Linked DNA regions of Mus musculus: region 1 is linked to region 2. Evidence: chromatin contacts called from public Hi-C data. All regions are on one chromosome and are shown on one strand. The core of a region is the stretch at or near the end of the contact, and the rest is flanking DNA. Distances in the headings are between cores, read along the strand shown. Region 1 has its middle 9.7 kb from the start of Mir125b-2. Region 2 overlaps Mir99ahg (Mir99a and Mirlet7c-1 host gene (non-protein coding)).

Region 1 (2,700 bases), core at 14-2,513, 80 kb before region 2:
ATTGTTTTTTTAAGAATGTTGGATTAATCCTAAAAGTTGGTGCCACCTGGGAAGTTAAAATTAAAAATGCCACTGTGGTTTTTTTTTCTCCATATATCTGATTAAGTTATAAACAAGTCGTTGGTTCTGACAAGTTGTTTTTAAATTAAATGGATTGACTCAACTACATTGGAAAAAAATCTACAAGCAAACATCTACTCATAATATATTAGCTGCTTCAGCAAGGTATGTTTGCATGAATTATCTGCATTTTGCTTTTTGGCAAACCTAAATTTTAAGCCAACTGTGATGTGGCCCAGGCCTATTAGCCCAACTATTTTGTAGACTGAGCAGACATTTAAAAGGCCAACCTGAGCTACAAAGGGAATTCTGGGCCAACCTAAACAACTTAGCAAGACCCTGTGTGAAGAGAAATACAGAGAAAGAATTGAGAAAATAACATAATTTGCCAACCACACCCCTATAAACACTGTAAACTTTCCTGAGATGACAAAGAGTATTCACAAATTCAAAACTCTCATAGAAATACTTGATTATACTTTCTTAGAAATCACTTCTTTCCTTCCTTCTTTCTTCTTTTTTCTTCCTTCCTGTCTTTCTTCCTTTCTTTCTTCCTTCCTTCCTTTCTTTCTTTCTTCCTTTCTTTCTTTCTTTCTTTCTTTCTTTCTTTCTTTCTTTCTTTCTTTCCCTCTTTCTTTCTTTCTTTCCCTCTTTCTCTTTCTTTCTTTCTTTCTTTCTTTCTTTCTTTCTTTCTTTCTTTCTTGTCGATGTGCAATGAGCTCATAAGAAGTGAATATCTTAATTAGAAATTAGATTCAGATCCCATGCTACTGTAGAACTTGAGTTAAAGAGAAAGCATATTCCTATTCCCCCCCATGCCTGACAAAGACACATTTAAAGTACATATTAAACAAAGGAAACTGCTTTTCATCACTAAACGCTGTATGCAGTACCACAGAAAATGTAATGCTCCTTTTAAATGCTAGACCTTTAAAACATTCGGTGGGTGACAGCATTAGAAAAAAAAGATACAGTTTCTCCAGTAAAGAATTCAAGCTGAATATGCAGCATTTCTAAGGAGCATTGAATAAGTCTATTTGTCCAGCTTTACTTTGCAAAGGCTGCGGAGAAAACAGCACCATAAACAGTTTCAGTCCCCACACAAGGGCTAAACAAAGAGTCCTCTTTCTAGCCATCTAATCGGGTAATGTATTTTTTCAACCATCACATAAATCGAAACACAGCTGTAACCAATGACTTGCAGATCCAGTTCCCAGCCAGCTGGAATCATTTCTGCTGAAGCAGCAAGATTTTTACATTGTTCACGTCTGTACATCTGGAGAAATCATTGAGGTTCAAAGGTGACCAGAAAAGCTCTTTAAATAAATTCAGCCAACGGGGAGGATTTGCTGAAGGATCTACAAATTCTACATTCGCTTCTACAGAGTGTTTGGGTCATGAAATTAATGCTTATAAAGGCTATTGTCATCTTTGTCAATATAGACCTTAAGAGTCTCTAATTGGATTAAGCAGTTAAACATCCATTTCTTTCAAGCGACTTGCTTAGCTTTTCTCAAAACTTTTTACTTCCTGTGACATACTGCTATTTGAAGAGTTATATTAAAATACCAAGTTAAGTGCAGAAGCATCGCCAATAAATCCTGCAAAGAAACCAGACACAATACCAGAAACTGTCCTACTAATATCTCAAGGCTAATTGTGTTTAACTATCAGTCTCTGTTTAGGTAAAACAAATGAGAAATTCTATATGAAATAAAATAGGGATGGACTATCTCCATCAAACTAGGCAGGTAAATCCCTGCAGGAGCCAGAGTCCAGGAAGAAACAAATAGTGGATTACAAGTGTTCCACATGGGCTCTTGGAAGGAAGCAACTCTGGCACAAAGAGAAACTCAAAAACAAGAGCCATTGGTGTTTTATCTTAGAAGTGCATAACTGCACACAGCTAGCACTTGCTTCCTAAAACACACACACACAAAACAAACACACACACACACACACACACACACACACACACACACCAGTCAGTCCTTTGAAGAAAGAGCCTGCCACAAAGACTGGATAAATGTAAAAGCCAATTAAATCCCAGAAGAGAAAATATATCCATGTTAAAATTATGATCAGAAGATCAATTTCATGACCAATTTTCCTCACAGGAATGCACGCATCATGTGGGCCTGCAGACATATAGCTCAGTGATATGGTTTCTGGTTAGCAGTCATGGGGTCCTCAGTTATAGATCCAATATCCCAAAACACAACAACAAAAAACCAAGCATTTATGCAACTTGGAAAAATAAAAGTGTGTTCCTCACAGAATTCTCAAGCTTGTTTCTATTGTACTAAAAAATATACAAAGAAATCACAAATATATGTCACTTTCTCCTTTGGATAAAATATGTATCCAAGTTACTTTCATTGTTTAACTATCTTACTGAATAGTGTGTCCATTTTCATTTATTCTGATCAAGTTAGTAACTTTTTTCTTTACATTTTATTGGATATTTTCTTTATTTACATTTCAAATGTTATCCCCCTTCCCCCTGCTTCTATGAGAGTGTTTTCCCACTCCTGCCTCCCCACCCTGGCAATCCCCTACAATGGGGAATTGAACCTTCATATGACCAAGGGTTTCTCCTCCCATTGATGCCCAATAAGGTCATCCTTTGCTACATATACG
Region 2 (2,700 bases), core at 69-2,568:
GAAAAAGCTCCGAATCGTGCCAACACTATAAAAGTATCATTTGCCTTTATTAATATTGTTGTTTATGGACATGAAGAAAGACTGAAATAATCAAATGTTAGTAAGATAACTTTTTGGGGAAATGTCACCTATTGTATAGTATAATTCTCTATATTATAATTAAATGATTCATAAAACAAGGGTTTGTATTAGAGGTGAAAATATGCATAATCTATTTTCTTTAAAAATAGATTTTAAAATCTAGTTCATCATGCTAAATATTAAAAATAATAATCCCTTTTTCTTAGTTTACAGAAAAAATTGATTTTTATGTATTACTGCTTGCTAATATTTTAAAAGTATCCATAGTGATGATTAAATTATCTATAGTCATAAATGATTCTTTTTTTATAGCTGAGAATTGAACCCAAAGCCTGCTTGAAAAATATTTGACTACTGAGTTACATCGGCCTCCTATTCAGGTCCTAGAATACTAAAATTCCAATGAAGGTATGATTTAAAAACTCACATAATTGCAGAATTTTTAATTTCTGAGAATTAAATCATAAAAGGAGCTTTTAGTCAATTAGCAGCAAGACTTAGGTACTTATTGTTTCAACATATCAGAAACGTCAGCAACATCACATGAAGATGAAAGCCAGTGAGTGAAACAATCTAAATCAGGAGTTTTCAATACAATGGACGACATGTATAAAGTCTGAGTGGAATCGTAAGACCTTGCCTACTCATCAGAAATAATACAACCCATATTCTACAAAGATGCCTACAGACTAGATCTGCACCCAGCAGAAATAAAGAGACAGCTCTGTAGCTGCCATGACCACCTCATCAAGATGGCCTCAGCATGAGTTGCACACGGTCTCCTCCCATCAACCCTTCTGATGGTCTCACCAGGAGCTGCATGTCATATTTTGGGATCAACTCCTCCATCATTCATTGAGAGCACCAAATGAACCAGCACCGTATCTTCCAAAGGAGCATCAGAAGTCATTTTACAGGCCTCAACTTCTTTTGGTTTATTTAAGTTGCTCTTCATTTCCATTGCCAAGAATTACGTTACCCCATGTACTCTACAGATGGGGAAACATCCTCCTCCAGGCCATGATTTGGTGGCCAGGAATCTTAGAGCAACAACATAACAAAGCTAAGAAATCATTAACCCAGGTCTAAATAAATGCAGCCTACCTTCCCATCTGAACGGGAACACTCTGATTCCGTGGTGCACTGCTAATTTTTACGTTATTGTTTTGGTTTTACCCAAGGTCTGTGATCTGCACCGTTTTTCTCTCTTTAGGCAAGAAGCAGTCTGTCCCGGATTAGAAACGAGGTCCTAGAGTGTGGGAGCGGGGAATGACCTACATCTGAGCAAGCTGCACATGATTCACCACAATTAACCAATTTGGTTTGAAATAGCTACAATTAAGTTATTAGCAGAGAAGTAGTTACTAGAGTAGAATCTCTAAATTTATCTTCATGTACGCCCTAAGCAAGCAAAGGGCTGCATTTTCAGGAATTGTAAGCAAAGTAAATACTAAAAATATCCTTTCAAATTAACATTATATTGTGAAATTATTCACAAGTAGGATTTGTGTTTTGGATATTTGAGCTATTTCCTTAAAATCTTTAGCTGTAGAATAGCAAGAAAAATATAAAACCACTGTGCATAAGAGATGCTAAGTATCTACATATTGTCTGTCTATCATTTATCAGTACACATGTGAAGGTTCCTGATATTTGAAAATTGTATATAGTATGTCAAGTTACTATAAAATCATGGAGAAAGTAATATAGAAGATGATGACTTATATGTAGCAGAATGTTTTCCACAGTAAAACAAACAGTATAGAAAACATTTGGACTGACAAACACTGATTGTGCGAATTCAAGTTTAGCAATTCAGGGGAGATAATCGATCATGGCACATTACCGACAATGGATGGAATCAATCCTATCTATATCTACTGAGGATACTTTGAAACTGTTAAAATAAATTTATGATCAAAAGATTTCCCCTACCTTTATAGTTGAGTAAAATGTTGTCTGAGTGACCATTCAGGATAACCTGGGAAAGAAATGGAAAAGAGATGACATGACGTGGAGGTGGGGAAAATACAAGGATCCGATAGCTTTAAAGTCAGTATCAACATTTAATATTAGTATTCAATAACCTGGGTACCCAGACACTGTTTCAAGGCACCCTCGGTTCCTACTTCACCTACTCATAATAACATTGCTGGTGACAAAGGAGGCAGGCACATTATTACACAAATGTCCTATGTAGATGGGGCTGGTTAGTGTGTCACAGGGTATCCGTAATCATTTCGACTCAGCTGTTCATCCTTACTAGCCAAATTTCGATACTTCACACTTGACATCTTGGAAGGATGACATGCAAAAACGAAAACCATGGAGTACTGATAAAAATGAAACAAAATAACTATAATAACAAAATTAAAAACTAAACAACTCCAGATTTGGGGCTGGAGAGATGGTTCACGGGGTAAGAGCGTTCGTTCTTGCAGAAGGTCCAGGCTCAGTTCTCACCACACCACAGAGTGGTTCAGGACAACTATTTGTAACTCCTGTTCTAGGAGATTTGATGCTCTCTTCGGATCTCCCTGGGCACCAAGAATATGATGCACATGCATACACGCAGGCAAAATACACACATAAAATGTAAAAATCTAAAAATACTAAATA

Evidence for each region. Hi-C and Micro-C count contacts between places; a contact is called where the count stands out from the background.
Region 1: a Hi-C map of uterus shows a contact between it and region 2, with 1.5 times the contacts expected there. The contact joins two enhancer-like sites. A contact is called at or near these places in 8 of 39 promoter capture datasets (the 3T3-L1 cell line, 3T3-L1-derived adipocytes, the HPC-7 cell line and 5 more), 3 of 484 Hi-C or Micro-C datasets (the HPC-7 cell line, brain and uterus) and 1 of 115 datasets of contacts at active chromatin or transcription factors (embryonic stem cells).

The regions. Positions count from the first base shown.
Region 1 is chr16:77,635,239-77,637,938 of GRCm38.p6, reverse strand. No RefSeq gene overlaps it. Among named protein-coding and RNA genes, the nearest start is that of Mir125b-2, 9.7 kb to the left of the region's middle. Within about 2 kb of position 1,263, at least 45 of the 459 cell types and tissues checked have an H3K27ac peak or open chromatin away from gene starts, as enhancers often do. A contact at or near this core is called in uterus, where this site is marked.
Region 2 is chr16:77,555,284-77,557,983 of GRCm38.p6, reverse strand. Mir99ahg (Mir99a and Mirlet7c-1 host gene (non-protein coding)) reads right to left here. Exons shown (of 5, transcript NR_015543.3): 5 at 1-2,062. Among named protein-coding and RNA genes, the nearest start is that of Mir99a, 42 kb to the left of the region's middle. Within about 2 kb of position 1,318, at least 2 of the 459 cell types and tissues checked have an H3K27ac peak or open chromatin away from gene starts, as enhancers often do. A contact at or near this core is called in uterus, where this site is marked.